Regions from separate parts of the Sus scrofa genome. Here region 2 is linked to region 1. Evidence: chromatin contacts called from public Hi-C data. All regions are on one chromosome and are shown on one strand. The core of a region is the stretch at or near the end of the contact, and the rest is flanking DNA. Distances in the headings are between cores, read along the strand shown. Region 1 has its middle 69 kb from the start of C7. Region 2 overlaps C6 (complement component 6).

Region 1 (6,307 bases), core at 1,362-3,861:
AATAAATCCATGTTGTTTTGAGCCACTAAGTTTTAAGGTAATTTGCTATGCACCAGTGGGTAACTATTACACAGAGGGTCCGTGATCCTACTGAAGTCATATGCAAATTTCTGTGTATAATTGCCTAGGTGTGTTTTCTGGGTAATGGCTTTCATTAAATTCTTAATGGAGTCAGAAGCTGTTGCCATGCACAGTATACATAAAACAGCAAGAAAAAAAAAGGCAAGAGATAGGGGTTAGTTGGACCTCTTTGATGTGTTAAGTCAAATGACATTTCAAACAAACTTTTCAATAGAACTTTCTGCAATGATGGAAATGAAACGTTCCATATCTGCACTGACCAATATGGTAGCCACTAGCCACATGTGGCAACTGGACCCTTGAAATGTGGATATCAGAGGAATTAAGTTTTTAATTTAAAGTTTAACTAAATTTAAGCAGCCAAATGTAAGTAGTCACACTATTGCACAAGACAATTTCAGAACTTGGGGCAAAGAGTTGGAACAGAATTTGCACTGAGCCACCCAAGACTCTAGGACATTCTCAACAAGAGTGTAAATTCATTGACACAAGACCTTGTCTCATACCTTTTTATATATCCAGCCCCACTATTACTCTCCACCCATCCAAGCATCTGGCAAAGAGCCTTCCTTATCATTAATTGGTGGAAATTAGGTAGAATGGCCACATGAAACATACATCACAACTGAACCTTCGTCTAAACCCTAATCTTAGAAGCATTTACCCCGACAAGGGTTTCAGAGACCCTTTTTATCACATTCCAGCTTCACTCCTTACTAGCTGTGTGACTTGGGGAAATCATTTAACCTCTCTCTGTGCTTTCACATTTGTAAACTGGTTCAGCAAGTATTTGCTTGGTTTTGTACTTTTTGTTTTTTATTTTTTGGCTGCACATGTGAAAATTCCCAGGCCAGGAATCAAACCCACACCACAACAGCGACCCGAACTGCTGCAGTGACAACACTGGATCCTTAACCTGCTGCACCACAAGGAAGTCCTCCACAGCTGTAAATTGGGATAATTATCTACTTCCAAGGACTACTGTGAGTATTAAATGTATTAACCTACATGTAAAGCCCTTAGAAACCTCATACAGAATCATTAAGTAAATGTTAACCATATAGTGTAATTATGAGAATGTTAACAAATATATTATTAGAATCACATTTTTTTTTTGTCTTTTCAGGGCCACACCCATGGCATATGGAGGTTCCCAGGCTAGGGGTTGAATTGGAGCTGTAGCCCACGGCCTACACCACAGCCACAGCAACATCAGATCCAGGCTGCATCTGCGAACTACACCATAGCTCATAGCAACGCAGATCCTTAACCCACTGAGCAAGTGCAGGGATCAAACCTGGTGGCCCTGATGAATGTTGCTGCCTTTCTCAGGAGGATGGAGATAAGGCATCCCCTTAATCTGAAGACCCCAGCTCAGCAGCTGGAACTCCTGCTCTGGCGGCCTCTTACTCACTGCTGTTCCCCACCGAAGCCTCTTACTTGCTCTAACATAGTAAGAATAAGCCACAGTCAGGCTGTGTGATAGGAGCAATTTAGATCTATTCAGTCTCCTCAATAACTATGTCTATTAATCCCTCCCAAATACTACTGTTCACTCTCAGAGAATGGCCTCCGGCCCCCCTTGGTGCCTCTCTTTCCTGTCAGTCCTCCTATGCCCACCGCCCCCGACCCCTGTGGTTCGTCTTCATGGTTCAAACACATATATGTTACTCAGGAGAGAAAACTTCTCGGGGGTCTCAGGGAAACAGAGTCACAGAGGAAATGTATGGTCAAGTACTATTGGAGAAATTACAGGTTTGTGTTTTCATCTTACTCCTGTTGTTTGCCTCACTATCTTTTGCACATGTAATCATTTTTCAACTTATGTTTACTTTAGGATAGAGAGTCCTTAATGTTCACTGAATGCTTAATGGACCAGTGCTACTTTGAAGCACTCTGAATCACATTATTTTGCAATCCAGCGCTCTGCCCTTTAACCCAACAATGAGAGGCAGTGTTCTGCTGGTAAATCAGAAACGTTTAGCTTGGCTGACCCTGCTAAGAAGGCAGTTTTACCAGAAAAGAGGAAAAGAAAAACACAGATGGGAAAAAAAGAAATAGGCCTCCAGAGAAAGAAACCTGGGAGGAGGGGGGGAATGCTGGGGGTGGGGATGGGGCGAATTACTCAGTCGGGATTGTCCCTGCACCACCATAGTTTTAAGAGATAAAATATAAGCCTAGGCACTTCTTCTGGAGCCCTCAAGAGACTTCAAGACTATAGCCAAGATTTGCTAACGGTGTTTTTGCAATTACTTGATTTCATCCCCAACGCCACCATTACCAGGTACAGAGCTAGAAAATTCGAGTCAGTCAGACATGGCAGACATGGTAGCCGCCTGTGAGTTAACTGGGAGCTTTGGTCTATGTCCCTGACAGAAGATTTCTGACATTTTCTACAGCTGCTGTCTGGGAATTATTATTCCTTGGAATCTTTCTTTCTAATTTATTGCAGATATCCTCAAAACTGAGACAATAGAAAACATGGGTAGAGTCAGGAGCAACATGAGGGAAGGACAGTGGGATTTCATCACAAAAATGTTCGTATGTGTGTCTGTGTGTGTGTGTATCTGTGTATGGATATAAATCATCAAAGTCATGACCTAAGAAATGGCCTTTGCTTCTTACCCCTCTTTGCCAAACTTTATTTCTCCACCAAACACATTCACTTATTTGTATTCCTTCTGGACACACTGTCCCGGATTTTATTTATTGAATTATGTAGTTACCTGAAAGCAAGATAAATTTGGAGAACACAGTTTTCTAAATATATGTGTCCAAGAGCTTCTTTTTCAATTTGGGAGCCACTGCAAAACACAAGATAAGAAGTCCTTCTACCTTACCTACCATTTCCTCCAACTATTCTGAGGTAAATCCTGCAGATTAAATTAACCAATGCCCTAACACCTCAACCACACAGTGGTCAAAAAGAGGCTCTATTTTAAAAATAAGAAACTTGGAGAATTGCTGAAGGACAGGTTAACCAGAACTTTTTCAATTTTTCTGAGAAAGTAGGGAGTAGTTGAAATTTATCTTTACCCTGATTCCAATCGAATTATAAGAAAATTATTAATGACCCCACATCCAACCCTTAGAGGCTCTGCTTAAAGCTGGAATAGTGAGAACGTGCCAGGCCTCTGAATGGGGGTAGTCAGGCTTTTGAGGCCATTTTCTAGCCTGTAACTTTCTATAGAAGATAGAATGGAGCCCCGTGACCATAGCAGAAAGGTGTTATTTTGAAGTAAAGATTGCTAAAGAGCAAAGGGCCAAATATTGAATAACAAGTTACACTTTATCTGAAAGACACTGGGTAATCAAAAGAAGGTTTTGATCAAAGTAGTGAAATAGGGAGTTCCCACTGTGGCTCGGCAGTAACAAATCTGACTTGTATCCATGAGGATGTAGGTTCGATCCCTGGCCTCACTCAGTGGGTCGGGGATCCAGCATTGCTGTGAGTTGTAGTGTAGGTCACAGATGCAGCTTAGATCCAATGTGACTGTGGCGCAGGCCAGCAGCTGTAGCTCTGATTCGACCCTCTGGCCTGGGCACCTCCATACGCCACAGGTGCAGCCCTAAAAAAAAAAAAAAAAGAATTAAAAAAAATTTTTTTACAAAGGTAGTAAAATAATAAATTAGTATTATATCATGTAATTAACATAGTATATAAGCTGGGAAGTCAGACAGTAAGTGATAGACTTTTGGGCTAAAGAACTATTATAAAAAGAAATGTCAAGGTCACTTATTGGCAAGGAAATTGAATCAGTAATCCAAAACCTTCCAACAAACAAAACTCTAGGACCAGGTGGCTTCACTGGTGAATTCTACCAAACCTTTAGAGTAGAATCAATACCAATCCTTCTCAAATGCTTCTGAAAAATAGAAGAGGAAAGAGTACTTCCAAACTCCTTTTATGAGGCTTGCATTATCCTAACACCAAAACCAGACAAGGATGTCTGCAGATTAAATTAACCAATGCCCTAACACCTCAACCGCACAGTGGTCAAAAAGAGGCTCTATTTTAAAAATAAGGAACTTGGAGAATTGCTGAAGGACAAGTTAACCAGAACTTTTTCAATTCTTCTGAGAAAGTAGGGAGTAGTTGAAATTTATCTGTACCCTGATTCCAATCAGATTATAAGAAAAATCCCTGATGAACATAGATGCAAAAGTCCTCAGCAAAATATTAGCAAATCAAATTCAACAGTGTATTTAAAGGATCATATGCAACAGTATGCTCAAGCAGGATTTATGGCATAACTTAGTTCATCAGAAACTTGATCATCTTTCTCTTCTGCAAAATGTCACATCAACTACTTGTACCAATGATGTGCTTATAGGACCTAGTGAGCAAGAAATAGCAGCTGCTCTGACTAAACTGAGAGCCTCTGCCTCAGTGAAATTCCCAAGGGCTAAGTGGTATGGGGGCAGCATGTGGAGACATCCCTGTCTCCCATGAAGGGTATGTCATCACATCTGGCTACCCCTACAACCAGGAAGGGCACAAGGAGTGTAGCAAGAGAATGCTTCCACACAGTGCTTTGAACCTGCCCCTGCCTGGCAAGACACAACTCAAACACAATAGTCATGAGTCTACAGGACTGTAAAGGGCCAGCACAAGAGTGAAACAGAATGAGAACCACCCCGGGAGGCAGAAGAGCCTTTTCCAGATTAGGTCTTCTGCTAACCAGCTATGTGACAATGGAAAAGTAAAATGGCCATCTTATAAATATATACAGTCAGCGTCCTGAGTAACAGGGGCACAGAACCACAAAATTTAAGTCCCTACCCTTACCAGTCTAGAGGAGGCTTGGGGACCAGATCTCATTCAAGGTAACTTCCTCTCACATTTAATGAATCTGTGCACCATGTTCATGGTAAACAAAAACCAATTACTGCATTTTTAAGAGACTTAAGATTCTTTGGAAATTTCCTTATCATCTTACCAAACTATGTAATCCTATGGGGCCACAATCCTCCGATGAGTGAGCTTATCCGGACTTCAGAAGTCCCTACCCGGTACTCAGAATCTGTGCAGAAGAGAGTTTCTGGACTTAGAGTTCAACTGGGGTCCTTTATTCACTACGGTCATGGTGCACACTTGGGTTGCATACGGACCAACAATAATGCACCAATCCTGACACTTTCATGTTAATCACTTTATCCTGAGGATGTATGGCAGCTTTCCTTTGATGAGAAAATTCCATCTTGCTATTACAGAAAATACCTGATGATCTACCAGGGGAGGACAAGACGGCGGAGGAGTAGGGGGACACGCTCGCCCTCTCCCACAAACACAACAAAAAAAGCACATCTACAGAATAAATGACTCGCACAGAACAGCAACCAATCGCTGGCAGAGGAACCTAAACTCCAATAACGGCAAGAAGTTGGTGACATTACTGGGCAGAACGGGAGAAAAGAGGAGACTGAGAGAAGGTGAATCCGAGCAGGACGGGCGCTCCCGAAAGGGAACTGCGGAGGAGAAAGGGATCCCGAACCCTGGAAAGTCACCTACTCAGGGGAAAGATCAAACGAACCGGAGGAATCTCCAGATGCAGAGAAGAGTGTAGCAGTAAGTTGGAGTACTGAAAAGCCGATCAAAAACCAAACGGACCATCTGAACTACGGGCACAGTCACCAAAAATTGAGACGCCTGGGTGGGGGCTGGGCACCGAGTCCTCCGCTCTGAAGGTTAGTCCCTGGGAAAGGGCTGGGGGGTCAGGGCGGAGCGGAGACTGCTTGGGAGGTCTAGAAACCAGTCTGTCAAGTTTGACGGGGCAGAGACTGCCTGGAGACTAGAAAACAAAGCTGTCGCAGAGGAAGGGAGCAATACTCTAGGGGCGGGGAAGTGGAAAGCCGCATCAGAGAGAACTTGGGAGAAGAGCCTGGTCTGCGCCCATGCTGGGGAGGGGAGAGAAGAAGGGGTGGGTCCCCATAGAATACTCCCCACGCCACAGCAAGGTTACAGGCCCGCTAGCTAGCAGAAAGCTGTGCTTCCCAGTGCATCCCCTCCCCCCACCCCAGCCACCCCCTACGCACTCGCAGGACCTGGGGCTGCCTGCCATCCAGGAGGGCTGGCCTCAACAATTGCCTGAAGCCTACCACCGCAGGGGTTGTCCCTGCACAGGCCTGCTTGCCCTTTGGAGGGGCTACACCCCTGCAGAGCAGCACCAAACACCACCAGCCCCCGAGAAAAGGTCTGCAGCCCAGAAAACCTAGAACAAGCCTA
Region 2 (6,307 bases), core at 983-3,482, 160 kb before region 1:
CCAGCTCTTAAATTCTTCTGCCTGTGTTCTCTGAGAGTTCACAAAGCCAAAAAATCAAAAAAAAAAAAGGTGCTAAAAAATGGAGATTTCTAGCCAAGGTTGCAAACAGACAGAAATGAGGGGCATTCATTAAAATAACTCCTTCCCCTTTCTCTAATTTCCATTCTCCTATGGGAAAGTCCCTCAATTTGTTTATTGTTCCCAGTGGCAATATTTACCCACCTCAAGTTCATTCCTGTAAAGGCGCTGGCCCACATGAACCCAAATCAGGGCAAGTGCCAAGCATTCCCACGTTAGGAAAGTAAAAGGGACTCATTGCTGGAGCATCTTCTCTCTGTGAGAAACCAGTCTAGGTCCTTGACATACCTTATTCAAACGCACTTCACATTGTTTTTCTACCCATTTTATAGATGAGGAAGTTATAGCTCATAAGGGGTTAAGCGATTTGCTCAAGAATACATCACTATAAGTAGGAGGCTACCTTTTGAATTTGGATTTTTCCGACTCCAAAGTCAGTACTTTTTAATTTCTATCCTTCCCTGACTCTTTGTTTTACTATTGCCTATTTAAAATATTTTAAAGTGTGAAGAATATGTCAGCCTTGGTTTCCATGGTGACTTCAAAAAAGCCCCCAAATCCTTTCGCATTTATCACTTCACACTATCTTTGGGAAATAAAAGGGCTTCTGTTACTCCCTGGAATATTTATTGCACTCAGGACAGATCAGTAAATATTTGTGCCTTTTTTATTTCAATTTGATTTAGAATTGTATGACTTCAGAATTATAAGCTTTAGAAATCTTTTGTCCCACTTCCTCATGTTATAGGGTGGAAAAGTGAGACCCAAAATGTATTGACGTCCTAAGGACATACCATAACTGAACTGGAAAACATGATTAGTCAGTCAATTTAGGAAACACCACCATAGGAAAAATGACTACTGTGATGAAGAAGCTCTGCTTTCTTAGATAATTCTTGGCTTTGACCCAGCCTCAATTACTCACCTTTCTCTCCTTTCAGTTTAAGGTTAGGTCCATCTTGCACCCCAATCAGTTTGGAGGACAACCATGTACTGAGCCACTCATGACCTTTCGACCATGTATTCCATCTAAACTCTGCAAAATTGAAGAGGTTGACTGCAAGAATAAATTCCGCTGTGACAGTGGTAAGGGACTTTTGGAAGATGTTCTGGTCTCCACTAAAAATGACTAATGTTATTCCAACTGACTCCCAGTGAAAACCACAATAGAGAGGTCCCACCATATTTTAAGCATGGGGAGACAGGGTTGTTATGTGACCAATTATACACTATTCATATGTAAAATTACAGCTTTCAAGCTCTAATCATCTTGACCACTTACCTGATTCATTTGCTCATCAAGTACTGATGCCCAGCTCCTACACTGTTATAAAGCAGGAGGAAGGAAAAGGTGAAGGAGGAAGGGGCAGATACTTTTAAAAATTGGCAATTAATAAGCACAAATCTGGAGTTCCTGTCGTGGTGCAGCAGAAACAAATCCAACTAGGAGCCATGAGGTTGTGGGTTCAATCCCTGGCCTTGCTCAGCGGGTTAAGGATCTGGCATTGCCGTGAGCTGTGGTGTAGGTCACAGATGCGGCTTAGATCTGGTGTTGCTGTGGCTCTGGCATAGGCCAGTGGCTACAGCTCCCATTAGACCCCTAGCCTGGGAACCTGTATATGTCTCGGTGGCCCTAAAAAGACAAAAAAAAAAAAAAAAAAAAGTACAAATCCAAAATCGTCATAAGCAATTGAAAAAGAGTGACAGATTTAAAAGATTTTAATATAGTTTATTAAGATAAGAATATTAACAGTATGATAGTTTGTCAAAGGGAGGACTAGAGACGTGACAAATTTTCTGGCGCATTCCATTGAACGGCTCCAAAAGTAATCCCAAGAGAGGAGGTTAAGAATGATTTAACTATGGCAATTTTCCCTTCAAGTCCAATTCTCATTCAAGTGCATAACCTCTGATATTTAAGTATCATTAGATTACAGTCAAATCTTGAATATACCACTTAAACTATGTATTCTCTTGCTAATTAATAGCGCTCCAAAGCTGAGCACTGTGAACGGGATAGATCAGACTTCTGCAAACTTTTTCAGTAAAGGTCCAGATGGTGACTATTTTAGGCTTTGCAGGCCATACGGTCTATGTAGCACCTACTCAGCTCTGGCTTCATACTTTCAAAGCTGCCATAGACAGTATATAAACAAATGAGCGTGGCTGTGTGCCAATTGAATTCTATTTACAACAGCAGGTGTCAGGTCAGTTTTAGTCCTTGGGCCATAGTTCACTGATTTCTTATGTAAATACTCAATTTAAAGTTAAAATTAGAGTTCAGATGAATAAAATCCACATCGTTTCTGTGTACTCTGAAATACCCTGAAAAGTATTTAGAACTAGAGAGAAGATTTCAAATTCCTAAAGAAAACTCACCCCAGACTTGGATCTAAGGTTTTTTTACTCCTTGCTCCTTGACTTCAGCTTTGCCAAACTTTTCTGGATGTCAGACTGAATGCTGGTGTCAGGGTTTTTTCTCTGACACACCCCAAACCTGAGATATGAGGGTGAGGCATTAGGAGAGAGAAATGTATTACATCTACATAAATAAGGTATATCACGTATTGACAAAGAGTGAATATGAGAAAAATCTTGATGGTAATGGCTGAGGGAGTTCAGATCTAAGCTTTAGATCAGAATATGAAAATAAAAATTCAGAACTGAAGCACAACTATTTGAAGCTTGAAGGGTAGTTTTTGAATAGATTATCAGGAAGAATTCTTTTATTCAATAGATTATATGAAATTCATTACAAAAGAGTTCGTTTATGCCAAAAACATCCATAAGCTTGAGAAGGCTTTTGATACATCCATGGGCTACCATCATGATGAGAATTTCATGAAAGTTAGTGGTGTGGGCACGCTGATCTCTAGTCCATCAGCACTATGTCCATAGCTAGTGGTAAAAATTGAACTGTTGAAATGTATCTGTAATGGTTGTTAGGTAGCTGCTACCCTGAGCTGTCTTAGTGACCTCTGCCCTATCATCCAGATCTCTTCACCAGGAATCCCTAGATCTTCCCAGGATCTAGCCACTAACTAGCTAACCCCTGGCACAAATATGGCTGGCATCCATTCTGACTGGGTGGTGCCATGGCCTATTGGTTGTTAAATATTCCCCTGAAGATTCTGTCTTAGAAACATCACTAATGCCACTCTCAAAGGGAATAAAAGGGTGGGTGGACCATTATTTGTTTGACTCAAGATGATATTAGGTCCTCAATGAACAAAAAAACTACCTTTTCTTTCCTTTCTCATGATTTCTGTTCAGAGTCCCCCCAAATTAAATCTATCATTTTAATATATGCATAGTTCTTTGGGAAGTAGCCGTGATGCTAACCCCTACACATTATGCCAACTCCTCCCTCAAAGTCCTAATCTTAAGCATTAAGATGAGAATTTGCAACTGGTTATAAAAATAATATACCACTGTGGTATATTATTTACTTGAACAAATCAGTTCAAGTAAATAGGAAAAATATGCACAATTTCTAAATGGTTATATATTTCCATGTGTAAGTATATATATGTATAGTATATATGTGTGTATATATACACATGCATATTATATGTATATATATGTACATATATATAATAAAATATGTCCATGTATATACACACATAAAATATATGTGTGTGTGTGTATATATACATTAATTTTCTCCATCAGAACATGACTTCTACAGCAAACTCACTGTAATGGGAAAGGGATTCTAGAATTACTATTATATATACACTAACTAAAGCATGCTGACTTCCACAAATCCGGTACTATGCAAATTTTCCTTCACCTTTTCCCATTCATTCTTTGGTACAGGACATATTTAATTCTTATAACTATAATTCTTTGTAGTAATCATCCTGATGCAATGCAAGATTTTGAATAATCAAAGGAGTACTTAATTACTTTTATTATATTCTACCTTCTTACTAAGGTTATTAACCAAAAAAGTTGAAACTAAGTGCTTGCTAGGGAACTCTCTATTAGTAAAAAAAAAAAATTAATTCAATAGAATATCCAATTTCCTCAGTATTTCAACTATTCAAAATAGCCATGCAAAGGGGTTCTGTGATGGCTCAGAGGGTTAAGGGTCCAGCATTGTCACTGCTATGGCTTTGGTTACTGCTAAAGTTTCTATTCCTGACCCAGGAAATTCTGCATGCCACAGGTATGGCCAAAAAAAAAAAAAAAAAGTCATGCGTAGCTATAGTGAAATGTTCCTCACAATTTAAAACAGTTAACCAGATAATCCTGAGTAAAACATTTCATCACTGTCAAAGAGAGCTGCACATAATAGTACAGATACCAACATCCCTGATTGTAGGAAGAGGCAGAGGGGCTATCTGTCATTGTACATAAAGCATTTCAATTTCTGTAATGAATAGGTGCACACTCATTCCAAGGATCCTTATGAAATTCAACAAGTTTAAAAAGAAGGGGAATTATACCAGTACATGGAATTGGTACTATTTTCTAAATTCATTCAAACTGCTACATAATACTGTAGTACCTAGGCATTTAATTTGTCCAAAAATAATTAGATATAGAAAATGATATGCAATAAAACAATTACTAACAATAACCCTATATAGTGAATATCTATAATAAAATATGTAGTAATTATGCATAGTAAAATAAGTATATATGGTAAAATACACAGATAGTAAGTATGCAATTTGATTTTGACAGATGTATACACCCATGGAAATAATCCCAATCAAGGTACAGAAAATCTCCATGAACCCCAAAATTGTCTCTTTCCCCTTTCCATTTAATCCCTCTCCTTGTTCTTGAACATCAAATAAAGGACTTAAATGACATGATCTTCCGTGTTGGCTTCTTCACCTAACATAACATTTTAGATACTCATCCATGTTGGTATGTGTACCAGTAGATGGGTATGTGTGAGAAATTTTTTTTTTTAATAAAAACTGTGATCTCGAGTCTGTTATCCTGAATCAAAACAAAATTCTGAACCTATTGTTAATTTTCTCCATCAGAACATGACTTCTATGGCAAACTCACTGTAATGGGAAAGCGATTCTAGAATTATTTTTTTTACTTAAGACTATCAGTTCAAGAGTGACTAAGTAGTTCTATTGTGACTCTTATAATCCTAAAAAATTAAGGAAAATATCAGTTTGTCATTCCATTTCCATATTTCCTAAATTTTTATCACAAATAATGAAAACTTGCCCTCAACCTTCCCTTGAAATTTAAAGTACTCATGCTTCAAATCAATAAATACCTTCTTAAATGACCATTTGTTGTTAATGTTACATTTCTTGACTAGGTCGCTGCATTGCCAGCAAGTTGGAATGCAATGGAGAAAATGATTGTGGAGACAATTCGATGAGAGGAATTGTGGGAGAACAAAAGCAGTATGCTCACGGAAGTATAATCCCATCCCTAGTGTACAGTTGATGGGCGCTGGGTATGTAACATCGTCTTATCTTTGGGGGAGTCAAACCATCTCAGAACTAATGAGCTGAAACAGCAATGAAGCAATGAGACCCACCACTGTCCACCTTCCTCATCAACCTCTTACTCCTCCCACCAGCCTGTCCCTGACACTTGGCTGCCATACTCACGTAACATGTGACTACAATCCTCACTCCTAGGGAATGAAAGAATTTAACATTTTCACATTCAGTTGGTAGCAGATAAAGTTATGAGTACTTCATAAACATAATTTATTTTAATTCTCATGTAGCCTCTGACGGCTCTGGAGTGATCAGGGCAAAATGGTAGGAAGCCAGCCATGCTGGGAGGTGCCAGGGTGCATTCTTGGGGCTAGATCTGGAAAGGGTGGGTATGCACTCAGAAATGCATTGTCTCCACATCTATATGTTGGATGACTACAAACTGATTTGAGGTTCTGTCCTAAAGTTTCCTAATTAGAGTTGATTCAATGAGAGTGCTTCAACATCATTCTCTTATCAATGTGCAGAAACCATTTCCTTCTTTTCCTTTCCCTGGAAGAAAACCTCAGCCAAAAAACCCCACTGACAATGGAGAAAAGGGTATCAGAAAAGTATGCTTGGGAATGTATTGAAAGTGAAAATACTCAAGAAGCAAAACCAGTTTTTAAGCATGAGAGGCAAGCCCTGAGCCATCAATGGAGACAGAGCAGAAGGAAAGGAGTCAGGCAAATACAGAAAAAAAGAGGGCAATAAAAAACAATGGGGTGAAAAAATAGGGAAGTAGGTGGTGAGGTGAACATGGC

The links. A called contact is a pair of places that touch in the nucleus more often than the background predicts.
Region 2: a Hi-C map of liver shows a contact between it and region 1, with 2.7 times the contacts expected there. The contact joins two enhancer-like sites. A contact is called at or near these places in 5 of 47 Hi-C or Micro-C datasets (alveolar macrophages, heart right ventricle, liver and 1 more).

What each region holds. Positions count from the first base shown.
Region 1 is chr16:25,912,700-25,919,006 of Sscrofa11.1, reverse strand. No RefSeq gene overlaps it. Among named protein-coding and RNA genes, the nearest start is that of C7, 69 kb to the right of the region's middle. Within about 2 kb of position 2,611, at least 13 of the 83 cell types and tissues checked have an H3K27ac peak or open chromatin away from gene starts, as enhancers often do. A contact at or near this core is called in liver, where this site is marked.
Region 2 is chr16:26,075,361-26,081,667 of Sscrofa11.1, reverse strand. It overlaps C6 (complement component 6), which reads left to right. Exons shown (of 24, transcript NM_001097449.1): 5 at 1,020-1,164; 6 at 5,375-5,431; 7 at 5,434-5,515. Among named protein-coding and RNA genes, the nearest start is that of C6, 11 kb to the left of the region's middle. Within about 2 kb of position 2,232, at least 5 of the 83 cell types and tissues checked have an H3K27ac peak or open chromatin away from gene starts, as enhancers often do. A contact at or near this core is called in liver, where this site is marked.